4 separate regions of the Mus musculus genome follow, and regions 1, 3 and 4 are each linked to region 2. A link is a contact called in public Hi-C, capture Hi-C and promoter capture Hi-C data. All regions are on one chromosome and are shown on one strand. The core of a region is the stretch at or near the end of the contact, and the rest is flanking DNA. Distances in the headings are between cores, read along the strand shown.

What was found. A called contact is a pair of places that touch in the nucleus more often than the background predicts. Capture Hi-C pulls out chosen DNA fragments and counts their contacts.
Region 1: a contact with region 2 is called in a promoter capture Hi-C map of adipose tissue. The contact joins the promoter of Zfp819 here to the promoter of Klk15 in region 2. A contact is called at or near these places in 3 of 39 promoter capture datasets (cranial neural crest, embryonic stem cells and liver) and 2 of 9 other capture datasets (adipose tissue and pancreatic islet).
Region 3: a contact with region 2 is called in a capture Hi-C map of embryonic stem cells, with 3 times the contacts expected there. The contact joins the promoter of Lrrc4b here to the promoter of Klk15 in region 2. A contact is called at or near these places in 1 of 39 promoter capture datasets (pre-B cells), 1 of 115 datasets of contacts at active chromatin or transcription factors (embryonic stem cells) and 1 of 9 other capture datasets (embryonic stem cells).
Region 4: a contact with region 2 is called in a Hi-C map of the G1E-ER4 cell line, with 4 times the contacts expected there. The contact joins the enhancer-like site here to the promoter of Klk15 in region 2. A contact is called at or near these places in 3 of 15 datasets of contacts at CTCF or cohesin (embryonic stem cells, large pre-B cells and pro-B cells), 17 of 484 Hi-C or Micro-C datasets (B cells, the G1E-ER4 cell line, cumulus cells and 7 more), 3 of 115 datasets of contacts at active chromatin or transcription factors (bone marrow-derived macrophages and embryonic stem cells) and 1 of 9 other capture datasets (embryonic stem cells).

The regions. Positions count from the first base shown.
Region 1 is chr7:43,605,586-43,608,431 of GRCm38.p6, forward strand. It overlaps Zfp819 (zinc finger protein 819), which reads left to right and starts at 1,584. Exons shown (of 5, transcript NM_028913.3): 1 at 1,584-1,689.
Region 2 is chr7:43,930,214-43,932,950 of GRCm38.p6, forward strand. It overlaps Klk15 (kallikrein related-peptidase 15), which reads left to right and starts at 1,462. Exons shown (of 6, transcript NM_174865.2): 1 at 1,462-1,508.
Region 3 is chr7:44,441,046-44,443,745 of GRCm38.p6, forward strand. Lrrc4b (leucine rich repeat containing 4B) reads left to right here and starts at 1,442. Exons shown (of 3, transcript NM_198250.1): 1 at 1,442-1,486.
Region 4 is chr7:44,358,796-44,361,495 of GRCm38.p6, forward strand. It overlaps 1700008O03Rik (RIKEN cDNA 1700008O03 gene), which reads right to left. Exons shown (of 6, transcript NM_027049.1): 5 at 2,255-2,388; 6 at 1,248-1,586. The coding sequence ends at 1,391. It also overlaps a transcript of Shank1 not described here. Among named protein-coding and RNA genes, the nearest start is that of Gm39001, 14 kb to the right of the region's middle. Within about 2 kb of position 1,361, at least 264 of the 459 cell types and tissues checked have an H3K27ac peak or open chromatin away from gene starts, as enhancers often do. A contact at or near this core is called in B cells, the G1E-ER4 cell line, bone marrow-derived macrophages and 5 more, where this site is marked.

The DNA.
Region 1 (2,846 bases), core at 334-2,833, 320 kb before region 2:
GGAAAATCGGGCGATAGCTAGCTGATTCTTAGTCATACTTATGACCTGCCAGGTAGGGGCTGAGGACTTGATGAGCCCCATTCTCCATCAGTTCCCAATGCCAGTGACCCACACCTGCATCCTCATTTTACTAACGGGACCTTACTTAATACTTTTCTGTTGCCAGAGTTTACAAGTGGGAGGAAGAGTTGGACGTTCCTGGGCTTTGTCTGTTTGGCAGTGTCTATATGGTGACCTTCACATAGGGCTTTCAGCTCATAGTGGGCAAATGTTGGGTGAGTGGTAATATGATCCTTGACTTTGCAGGGCTTTCTGATCTCTTTCAGACCCTTGAATCAGGCCAAGTCATTCACTCTGTAAATTGTCCCTGCATGTCGTCCCCACATGCTGCTGCTTGGCCTCTCCCTATCCTTGTTTTCCTCCTCGCCAGCCAGTTCAACACTGTTTCTATTATGCACTGGCCGTTGTAGCTGCTGTTATTGTTGTTTGTTTATTTCTGTTTTATTTCGTTTTTAAATTCTACCTGTAAGTGAGAATAGATACTTTTCCTCAGGGAAGCATGACATGTTCCAAGGATGTGTTAATCCTGAGATTCGTCAGAGAAAAACCAATTCCAGCTTTTGGGCCAAATTTAAAGCAAGCTTCATTAAATATTAAATACTGACACAAAAATGGACTTAGGTCAGAAACATTCCCTGAAATTTCCCAGTCTCCAGCCACGTGTTGCAGGCGTTTATAAGAACAAACCTATAGGCCATGTACTTTGCCATGAGAAGGTTGATATTTTCCAAGAACTACAATTCCCAAGTCCAGTGTGATGGCGCAGGTCTTTAATCCCAGAACAGGCGGATTTCTGAGTTCGAGGCCAGCCTAGTCTACAGAGAGAGTTTCAGGACAGCCAGGGATACACAGAGAAACCCTGTCTTGGGAAAAAAAAAAAAAAAAAACCAAAACAACAACAAAAAGAACTACAATTCCCAATATTCCAAGAAGTTACCGGTCCCTGGGTAGGTGGGGCTAACATTCATTTTTGGTTCGCAAGAAGGCTCATTTCAGATCTTTAATGTTCCATATGGCTTCACTTCCCATTTCCCAATAACTCTTCCTAGTTTTCAAGTTTTAGAAAACTAGAAGAAAAGTCTTAAGTCCGTGTGAAAACATGGAGAAATTTTTTTAGGAATATGCAATATAAATGTCTCTTAAATTCGTGACTAAGGAGCCTCAGACTTTTAGTCTGTGACATTCCACATGATCCATGGATGTACGGAAATGAAGTACTCTGATGATGACTTTCGCATAATTGAAATATGGACATAGCCATAACAATATGGGAGTGGCGCGTGGGTGGTGGTAGTGGCAGAGTGTACACCGTTATAATTATTGGCAAAGAGTATCTTCGCACGTGATGGTAGGCATGCGCAACACAACTTTAGTGCTTGCAAGCGATAGGGTATATGGGCAATACCGATTTCCGCCAGAAAAGTGGCTGAGGTGAAGTTCATTTTAAGTAGGTGTGTCCTAGAGCGTCCATTTCCGCTTAGATCGTCACGTGGTTAGTTGTTATCGTTACCAGGACGCCGCGGGAGTTTGGATTCTGAACACTGGGGAATCCTCAGCGTCCACCCGGCGTGCCGCGTGCAGAGCTCTCTGAAGTGGCTGCGCAGGAAGGATGCTGGCTGCTGAGCGCTGGTTTGTGTTGAGTGATGACTGAGGCAGCTGTAGGGGGGTGCCGGTGCGTAGCTGGGGTGGGCGTCCTGTGGGGGTCGGGAGAGCAGGGTCGAGGGTGGCGTTGGAGCCGGCTACTGTGAACCTGGGACTGGTGAGTCTGTGAGGGCGACCGTGCTGCTTGCATAACTGGGAGTGTTTGCTTTAGACCATGACTGGCTGGAGTCCGGATCAGACACTGGCATGTGAGAGGCGAAAAAGTGAGTAAAGATGGAAAATGAGTGTATTCGTGGTTTTGACTTACACTGGGGCTTCAGCATCCTTGGTCTGTCCAAGCCTAAGCAGTGTCAGAATTGATAGAAGGGATGGAACGATCTTCACAGCTCGTAGCTGTGGGCTCGAGCCCGCAGAACTGGGAGAGGAGCCTTTGTTCAGGTGCTGGGGACCCGATCTTTGGGCCATTTCCCTAATATTTCCCAAAGGGGAGCTGGTGCTGAGAAAGAAAAAACATTTGGAGCTTTCTAATTACCAGAATGAATATTGGAGTCCTTGAAGGTATGTGGGTGAGTCCGTGATGGCCATGGGACCCCTATGAACATGGCAAGGATGTGTGATGGGCAGTTGAGCAGGGTGGTGCTGTAAATAAGTTTTAGGGAAAGTGATTGGTCTTCTGCAGCCCCGACAGGTTGGCCATGGTCTAGTACTCCTATTGAAAAGACTAAGCTAGTCATGGTGAAAAGCAGAGAGGAGGGGGCAGTTCAAATTAGCCTCCTTGGGCAGTACCTAGCACCCTAGCCTCCTCTTTCTAGGATCCAGCCCGTACTACCTCCTATGGTAATCGGGAGGAGACGCCACACCCTGCCAGACAGCTTTGTTATGTAAACTTCTTGACAGGCAATTCTTGATCTCTTGAATCTCCATGACTGACTGGGGTTACTTCTTCTTCTGTGGCTAGTTTGAACTTTCTCAAGCAGAAGTCTAGACTAAAGAGGTTTACTTAAGTAGCCCAAGCTGGTCTCAAACTTGGCAGCCATCCTCCTGCTTCTGCTTCCTGAATGTGTGGTGTAGCTTGGGAGTTCCCAGAAATTTAAAGGTTTTTGTTGTTGTTGTGTTTGTTTTTGTTTGTTTGTTTGTTTGTTTTTTGTCTTTTGCTTAATTGGCCGAGTAGTCAGGGGACACAG
Region 2 (2,737 bases), core at 212-2,711:
GGCGGGGAGGAGAGAAAGAGGGAGGGGAGGGAGGAGGGGGAGGAAGAAGAAGAAGACATGGAAATGACATCAGAAGAAGGAAAAAAATGCAAAATACAAGCCTGAGATCTCAAAAGCTATTCACAGTTCTGAGCCCAGGCTGTGGATTACTTCAGGCATTGAACCTCAGATTTCAAAAGTAAACTCTCTATCACAACATGGTTCAGTTAACAAAGTACTTGGCATGCAAGCCTGAGGACCTGAGTTCAATACTCAGGACCTACACAGAAAACCAACGAGAGCTTGTCATCCAGCACTGGGAAGATGGGGACAGGTGGGTCTCTGGAGCTGGGTGACCAGTTAGCCTGGGTCTATCAGGAAGCTCCAAGTCTCACTGAGAGACTCTGCTCAAAAGACACGGTAGAGGGGCTGGAGAGATGGCTCAGCATTAAGAATACAGGTTGCTCTTCCAGGGAACCTAAGTCTCGTTCCCAACACCCATGTCAGGTAGCAAGCAGCACAACCAAACTTCTGTAACTCTGGTTCCTGCGGCATTCGATGCCTCTGCCTCCAGGAGCACCTGCACACAAGCCCACACATGTAAGCATACACATAAAAAATTAGAAAAATTTTTCAAAACTCCCTAAGTCATTTCTGGGAGACACCCAGAGTTGATATCTGGCTTATGCATGCACATGTGCGTGTGTGTGAAAATTTAATATATTTTGATGAATAAATCTAAAATTAATTAACCAGGCGGTGGTGGTTCACACCTTTGATCCCCACTCTTGGGAGGCAGAGGCAGGCAGATCTCTGAGTCTGAGGCCAGCCTGGTCTACAGAGTGAATTCTAGGGTAGCCAGGGCTACACAGAGAAACCCTGTCTCGAAAACAAGACAAAACAAAACAGAAAGATTTAAACTCACACTCTAGACTTCAGGTCATGACAACCAGATCCGAGACCTTCCCAGTCCATATGCTAACATAAGTCCAGATTCAAGATGGTATGGTGGCCCACACCTGTCATCCCAGCCTTTGGGAGGCTGAGGCAGAAGGATCTCAAGTCTAAAGTCAGATTAGCCTGAACCACTTACGCAAGAGCCTGTCTCAAAACAACAAAAAGACCAAAGCTCTAAAAGTCTCTCTGGGGTCCAAGAAGCATGACCTTAAAAATCAGCTTCCAGTGCTACCCAGAATTTCTGTCTCTGCACTGCACTGCCATCCCAGCTTCTGCTCTTGCCCTCCTGTCCCCTCCCTCCGAGGGAACTGCCCCTGGGTGGAATTTCTCCTTGCAGACTCAGACAACGGCTTCAGACTAATAAACGCTCATTATAGGAACCTCGTCTCCCATCCCACCAGTCACCATGGCGTCCAGCCTGTAAACCTGGCCCTCCACTGCCTCTCTCTCCACTCTACCCAGCCCCACCCCGAGACCCAGGCTGGGCTAGGAGCTTATAAAAGCAGGCTTTCAGTGTCTGCTCCCCTTCCGGCATCCCAGCTGCCCCGATGTCACTGGAGGACCCGGAGGGGGTGAGATCTTTGAGAGAGAACTTGGGAAAGTGGGTGAGATTGGAGAGGGGGACCCTGCAGATGTGTTGGTGTCCAGGAGGCAAATACTACCCTGAATGACCAGTTGTCAAGGGATTTGGGTCTTCTGTGTCCTTTTCCTGTTGCTTCAAGTTGAATTTGAACCAAGAAAATGTCTCGAAGCTTCTAGAAAGAGCCTAGGCTGAGGGGGGCGGGGGGAGGGAATAGGGTGAACCAGGAGGACATCCCTGAAAACACTTGTTACAGAGCCAAGAACATGGCCAGCACTTATCACTGGTCAAGTCAGTTCAGAACAACCTCCCTAAAGTGTCCCCAGTGCCAGGTTTCAAGCTGGCCAGAGCTGGGGACAGGAGGGTCTGACCTGACTCCATCCTCCTTGAGGATAAGGAGTGGTGAACAGCCAGGTCACTGCTACCATGCAGGGGCAGGACAGGGGCCATGGAATCTTAATGACATTGCCTCTGGATTGCCATGTCTTGCTCTTCCAAGGCTTCCCAGGTCTTTCAGACTGAGGTGGAAGAGAGAATAGCAAGATGAGAAGGACTAGAATTCACTCCCCCAAATTTCCTGAGGTTTCTCCGTGGACCAGACCCTAACACTGGGTGTTTAACTCTAACACCTGGGAATCCAGGGTCAGTCCGGTGGGGTCTGCTTAGGAGTTCTCAGTCTGATTAGGAGATACCACAGAGAGTCTGGGGAGGGAGGGGGTCAGAGAAGGTCAAGACAAGGGACAAGCTGAGCAATGTCTGGGTGTAAAACTGCAGGCCGAATTCCAGCACTGGCTACGCCTAGGGCAAGGTCACAGAGACCCAGCTGGGCAGGCTGGAAGGGGAGGAGGCATTTCAGCCTTTCTAAGTACTGCTGAGCATATGGGACTTTATTTAAGAACTATTAGAGGTCCATGGGAAGCTGTGAGCAGGAGAAAGGAGTCCTCAGCTCTGCTGTAGAAGCCAGATGTGGTAGTGAAAGCCTGTCATCCGACACCTGAGAGACTAAGGCATGAAGGTGGAGAGTTCAAGGCTAGCCTGGGTAACTTAGTGAGATTCTGTCTCACAGTGAATAGCAAAAAGAGGGCTGGGGATGTAGCTTGGTGGTAGAGGGCATTTCTAGACTCCATCAAATAAGGGAGGAGGGGTATGGCTCAGTGCAGTTATCCAGCTGCTTAGGTCAGCACCCTACCCTGACCCCTGTACCCAAGAGGAAGGAGAGAG
Region 3 (2,700 bases), core at 192-2,691, 510 kb after region 2:
AAGAGATGGATGCATGGATAAAGGGTTGGATGGACAAGGAAAGAAATAGGTAAATGGAAGGATAGATATATAGATAAGAGGATGGATAGATGGGTAGAGGGTGGATACATAGATGGACAGATGGATGGATGGATGTTGGATGGAGGAGTGGGTTGATAGGTGGATATATAGATGACTGTATGGGTATATGGATAGATAGATGAATGGCTGTATGGACAGATAGAAGGAAGCATGGATAGATGAAGGGACACATGAAGTGAATAGCAAAGTGTAGCTTCACAGCCTGTTCTGCAGAGGGCACCAGGAGGTGGGTATTAGTCTGTGGCTGGGGGGGGGTTGGCATCAGGGGTAGCTTTCTTTGTGGCAAGAATGAGTGCTGGTCTCAGCTGAAAGGTTGATGGTGACATGGGCCTAAGTTGGCTGGCATAGGTTGACTGGAATACTGGAATGGGGTTGAATCAGCAGCTGCATGAGGTAGTGGGGGGACCTAGAGCAGATGCAGGAGCGCCAGGGTGGACCCTGAGGATGTAGGAGGGATGTCTTGGTCCAGCGGCATGGAGTCCATGCTGCCCAGCCTGGTTCTGCAGCCGAGGCTGCTGTGTGTGTGTGTGTGTGTGTGTGTGTGTGTGTGTGTGTGTGTGTGTGTGTGTGCCTGCCATGAGGCTCTAGCTTGGCACAGTCCAAACCCCTCTCCCCTGGCAGCACAGCCGACAACCTTCCTCCCCCGCTTCCCCCGACCTTCCCTGACTGCCCAGAACCAACGGGTTAATTAGATAACGGAGCCTTTGATTAGCGGGGGAGGGGGAGGCCACCCCCTGGCCGAGCTAGCTGGGAGGGGGGAGTTGAGTGAGGGTGGAGGGAAGGAGGAAGGGAGCGCCCTCCCCGCTGGAAGGAGAGAAAGAAGGAGGGAGGGGGCGGGGAGGGAGCGAGCTGGGCTCTGCACTGCCGTGTGACTAGAAATTGTAATCGCAGAGAAAGGGAGCAAGGCAGAGCTGGGAGAGAGACAAGGAGGCAGGCCCCAGGACAGACAGACGGACAGTGGGAACCTGACTGAGCCAGGCTCCCAGCAATGACAGACTGACAGGGACAGTGGAGGAGGAGGACAGACCGACAAGAGGTCTGGGGGTCCTCGGGGAGACAAGACAGAGTCGGGGAGCTGGGGAGAGGGGCAGAGGCTGTGTCTGTGAGTGAAGAGAAAGGAAGCTGGTGTTGGGGGGAGTAAAGTGGGGGACACAGGACCACAGGAGGCAAGGGCTTGCTCGTGTGGTGGCCAAGAGAAAAAGGCCAGGCTCCCCTAGAGGGTGGGGAGGGCGACAGACGGGGGGGGGTGCAGGGAGACCCAAGAAGCCCCTGCGCCCCCCCCCTCAGCACAAGCTCAACGGGAAGCAGTAGGAAGCTGGGGTGGCAGGGCCCCGGGCAACTGCAGGCATGTGGAGGGGGGGGCCTGGGGCACAGAGAGAAGGCCATCGGAAGCCAAGCCGCCAGGGTGAGTGTCCCTCAGAGTGTGTGCTCTGGGAGCGGGGAGACAAGGACAAGGAGATGGTGGTGGCAGGAGAGGCGGGAGGGGAGGGAGGGGAGCTGCTACTGCAGAAGCCTCGACGGGGTGTGCACTGGCAGCCTTGGTGGGGGAGGAGACCCGGGCGCTGGCCTGGGGGATGGTGGGCTCGGTGAGCACAGACCCTTGGCTGGTCGTTGCCAGAGTATCAGGAAGTGGGGATCGTGGAGCCGAGTGGACTGAGGAGAAAGCTCCCTGGCCACATGTGTGGGAACAAAGGCCCCCGGCCCCTGCCGAGGCAAGCTAGTGAAGGCAGCGTGTGGTGGCCAGCCCTGAGGCGGTGGGGGGGTGGGGGGGTTCTGCCTCTCTGTCTTTCTGTCTATCTCTCGGTCTCTCGTGCCTCCGCTTCTCTGATCCTGTCAGTCTCTGCTCCTGGGTCCATCTCTCCATCTCCGTCTTTTTGTCTATTTCTCTGTTTCTGCCTCTCTGTCACGGTCTCTGTCCCTTGGCCTCTGTCTATCTCTGTGCCGGTTTTTGTCTTTGTCTTTTCCCCCCCTTTTCTATCTTTGTCTCTGTTTCCGTGCCTCTCACCATCTCTGTCATTTTCTCTTGGTCTGTCTCTCTGTCTCCATCTCTGTTTCTTTTTATCTCTGTCTCCATCTCTGTCTCCATTTCCAGCCCTGCCTTCACACACTTGCTCCAATACACGGCGGCGGCACACATATTTCTATCTGGGTTAAAATCTTGGAGGCTACAGGAGTGTGTGTGTGTGTGTGTGTGTGTGTGTGTGTGTGTGTGTGTGTGTGTGCTTGCTCGCGCGCTCGCGTGCTTGCGCGCTCATGCGCACCTGCATGGGGGGCAGGCAGCCCTGTGTCCATGGATTAGAGAGGCCGTGTGTGAGGGTGTGTCTGTCTCTGCTGTTTGTGTGAGTGGGTGGGTGATCATGTTTATGGGGACCCCTCTCCCCCTACTGCCCCCCCGTTTCAGGGGATTCTATGTGTGTGAGCACTCAGGGGTGCCATGTGGAGGGACCATTGGGAGCCAGAGGGTAAGTCCTGAGGCCAGACCCCCTCTGCCACCCAGTGGGCCTTGACAAGGCACAAAATCCAGCAGCTTCCGCCCTCCACAGGCAGGAGCGGCTGATGCATAGGAAGGGCGCCTGCTGTGCTGGCTGCAGTCACTGCCCTATCTGCGCGCCATTTGGT
Region 4 (2,700 bases), core at 111-2,610, 430 kb after region 2:
CTTCTTCTTCTTCTTCTTCTTCTTCTTCTTCTTCTTCTTCTTTCTTCTTCTTCTTCTTCTTCTTCTTCCTTCTTTAATGGTGCTCAGGTATGGGATGTGCTTGCTGCGCTGTTCTGATCTTTCTAGATGACTTTCCCCAGTTGCCCTGCAGAGCCTGGCCTCTTTTTGGTTTGCGTATTCGCCTCTCTGCATACTCTTAGCCAGTCCTCTCTTCTCATTTTCTGCACCCACCCTAGGTCTTCGCTCACCTCCCCCTGCTTTTCCTAGGGAGAGGAGACCCTGCGCATGCACGCTGGCTCCCAGCTCACTAGGCTGTCACCCAGTCCTGTCATTCTTAGACCATTCATCTGTCTGTCCATTTTGCACGAAGATTCCCCTCTCCTCCCCAACCCTTTCTTCTCTCCCAGATTACGCCCCCATCCTTACAGCATGGCTCCTCCCTCCCCGCACGTTCCCCCTCCCTGCTTCTGGGGCTTGGGAATTAAAGCCACCTCTCCTCCCCTAGGTAGCCCCCTCCCCTGCTGTGGATAAAAGGGGAGAAGGCATCGCCCTCAGGTTCCCCCCTATGTTCAGCTGCCAAAGAAGGGAGCTCCCCTCCTTCCCCCCACCCCATTCCCTATAGCTGTCCCCAGGCGCCCCTGGGGCGCTCCATCCACGAGGGGAGGGCCAGCCCCCTCCCCTCACCACGTCAGGGAAATGCAGGGAACCTTGTGGGAGGGTCACGGGAGGGGGAGGGGTGGCGAGGGCTGGAGAGGTGGTGGCGCTGGGCCCCTACCCGCCCCCTCCCCCTGGTCGGATGCCCCCCGTCCGCAGGGGGCCTGCGCGGCGCCTGTCTATCAAGGGCTTGTTAATTCCGGATGGGTGCCGCGGGGTTGGGGAGGGCGTAAGGGGTGGGGGTGGGGGTGAAGGAGCGGGGAGAGGGAAGGGGGAGGGATTGGATGGGGGAGCGGGGTGGAGAGGAGAGACCAAGCAAAAAGAGAAACAATAGCAAAAGAAAAATATACAAAGCAAAATAAAAATTAAAAAAAAAAACCCTAGAACACACAAATCCAAAAGGGGGAAAAACCTGAAATAAAAGCCCTAGAACTGTCTTCCAAGGGGGCGGGAGGGGACTTGAAAGGAGTTGAGCTCGTCCTGCAAGGTCGCAGGGATAGGTTGTGACCAGGTTGGCGTTTCTGGCCGAGTGGATGAGAGTGGAGGTTCGCCCCGCCCCCCACGCCCAACACGACTTTGCCGAGAGAAATGGCTTTTGTATCAGGTCATTCTTTATAATTAAACTCACAGTATCCACCCCCTCGAGCCGGCCCCGCCTCCTTCCTAGGGAGGCCACGCCTTCTCGTTTCGCCGGGTCTGGGGGCGGGGTGCAGCTGGAACCCGCCCCCGCTGTGCGTCAATCTTCGTCGGCAGGCTCCGCCCCGAGGGCTTCGAGCATGCGCCTTCGGACCAGAGAGCGGCGCAGGTGCAAACGGTAGTCCCCCAGCAGTAAATCGTCGTGGCGCACCAGTGGGTACGCGGTTCCACGGAGGGTGAGCCCGGAGCGCAGCAGGCGTGACCGCGTCTGGAAGTCTGTGACGGTGATGAGCCACCTGTGGGCGAAGTGAAGGCCCAGAGACGTCTTTGGGTTCACCCTGGCCCCCTTCGCTTGCGGGCGTCACTGCGGTCTTCTCAGCTGGATCGTTCACCTCACCTGGGAATGCGCCAGGTCCCGCCCTCGCTACTGTCTCCTCAGACTCCGCTAGAAAAGCCCTTCAGCATAGGACCTGCCCCCACAATGTCATCCTGACTCTGACTCCTCCCTAAATGCTACCCAGCCCAGGCCAGCCCTCCAATGCTATCTTCATTCTGATTTTGCCAAAAGTGCCGCTCAACCTAGGACCCGTCCCTCTGAGTGGTTCTGGGCCTCAAAACTCACTGTTCCCCTTCACCTTGACCTCATCCTCTCACCTCGCCTCTTCTCAACTCACTCTAGGCTCCAAGTCTTTCAGTTGCTTTTAGCTCCATCCCTCACTGGCCTCTACACTCTGACTTCAACCACCAGCCTCCTCTAGGTTCCACGCCCTCTGTGTCCGTCCCCCCACCCCCCCTGTGTCCTCCCCCCTCCGTCCCCCACTGATGCTAGGCTCCGCCCCTCTCCCACTCTCACTCTAATTCCGCCTCCCAGCTCAGTTTATGGAGCATTACGCTCCCTGGCTGCATCTCTCCCAATTACGTTCCTCAGCCTCTCACCCTAGACCACTCCCATGCATGGTCTCACCTGTCCCTGCGGCCCGCAGTACCGCAGATGACATTCATATTCTCGTAGCGGATGCTGTTCACGCGCCCGCTTTCCATGGCCCCGGGCAGCTCGGCCTCCAAAGCCTGCAGCACCTCCACGTGCGTAAAGTCTTCCTGCGTGGGCATGCATCAACTTCAGCCCTTATCTCCTAGGCTGGAGCCTGGTCCAAGACTCCACCTACAGACCCGCTAGGTTATGACACTCTTGTCAAAAGGGGTGACCACAGGTGTCTCTCGGGTGTGAAGGCATCTGCTACTCGAGATCATTCTGAAAAACTAGACTAATTAAATTGTAATAACCGCCCTACAGGGAAACTCTCCCAGAGACCAGCCATGGACAGTGCTTTACAGTTCTGGAGGATTCTATTTGAACAGGTGATTTCAAAGTTAAGGGGCTGCAGTTATCAGAAGGGTCAGAAGAAATTG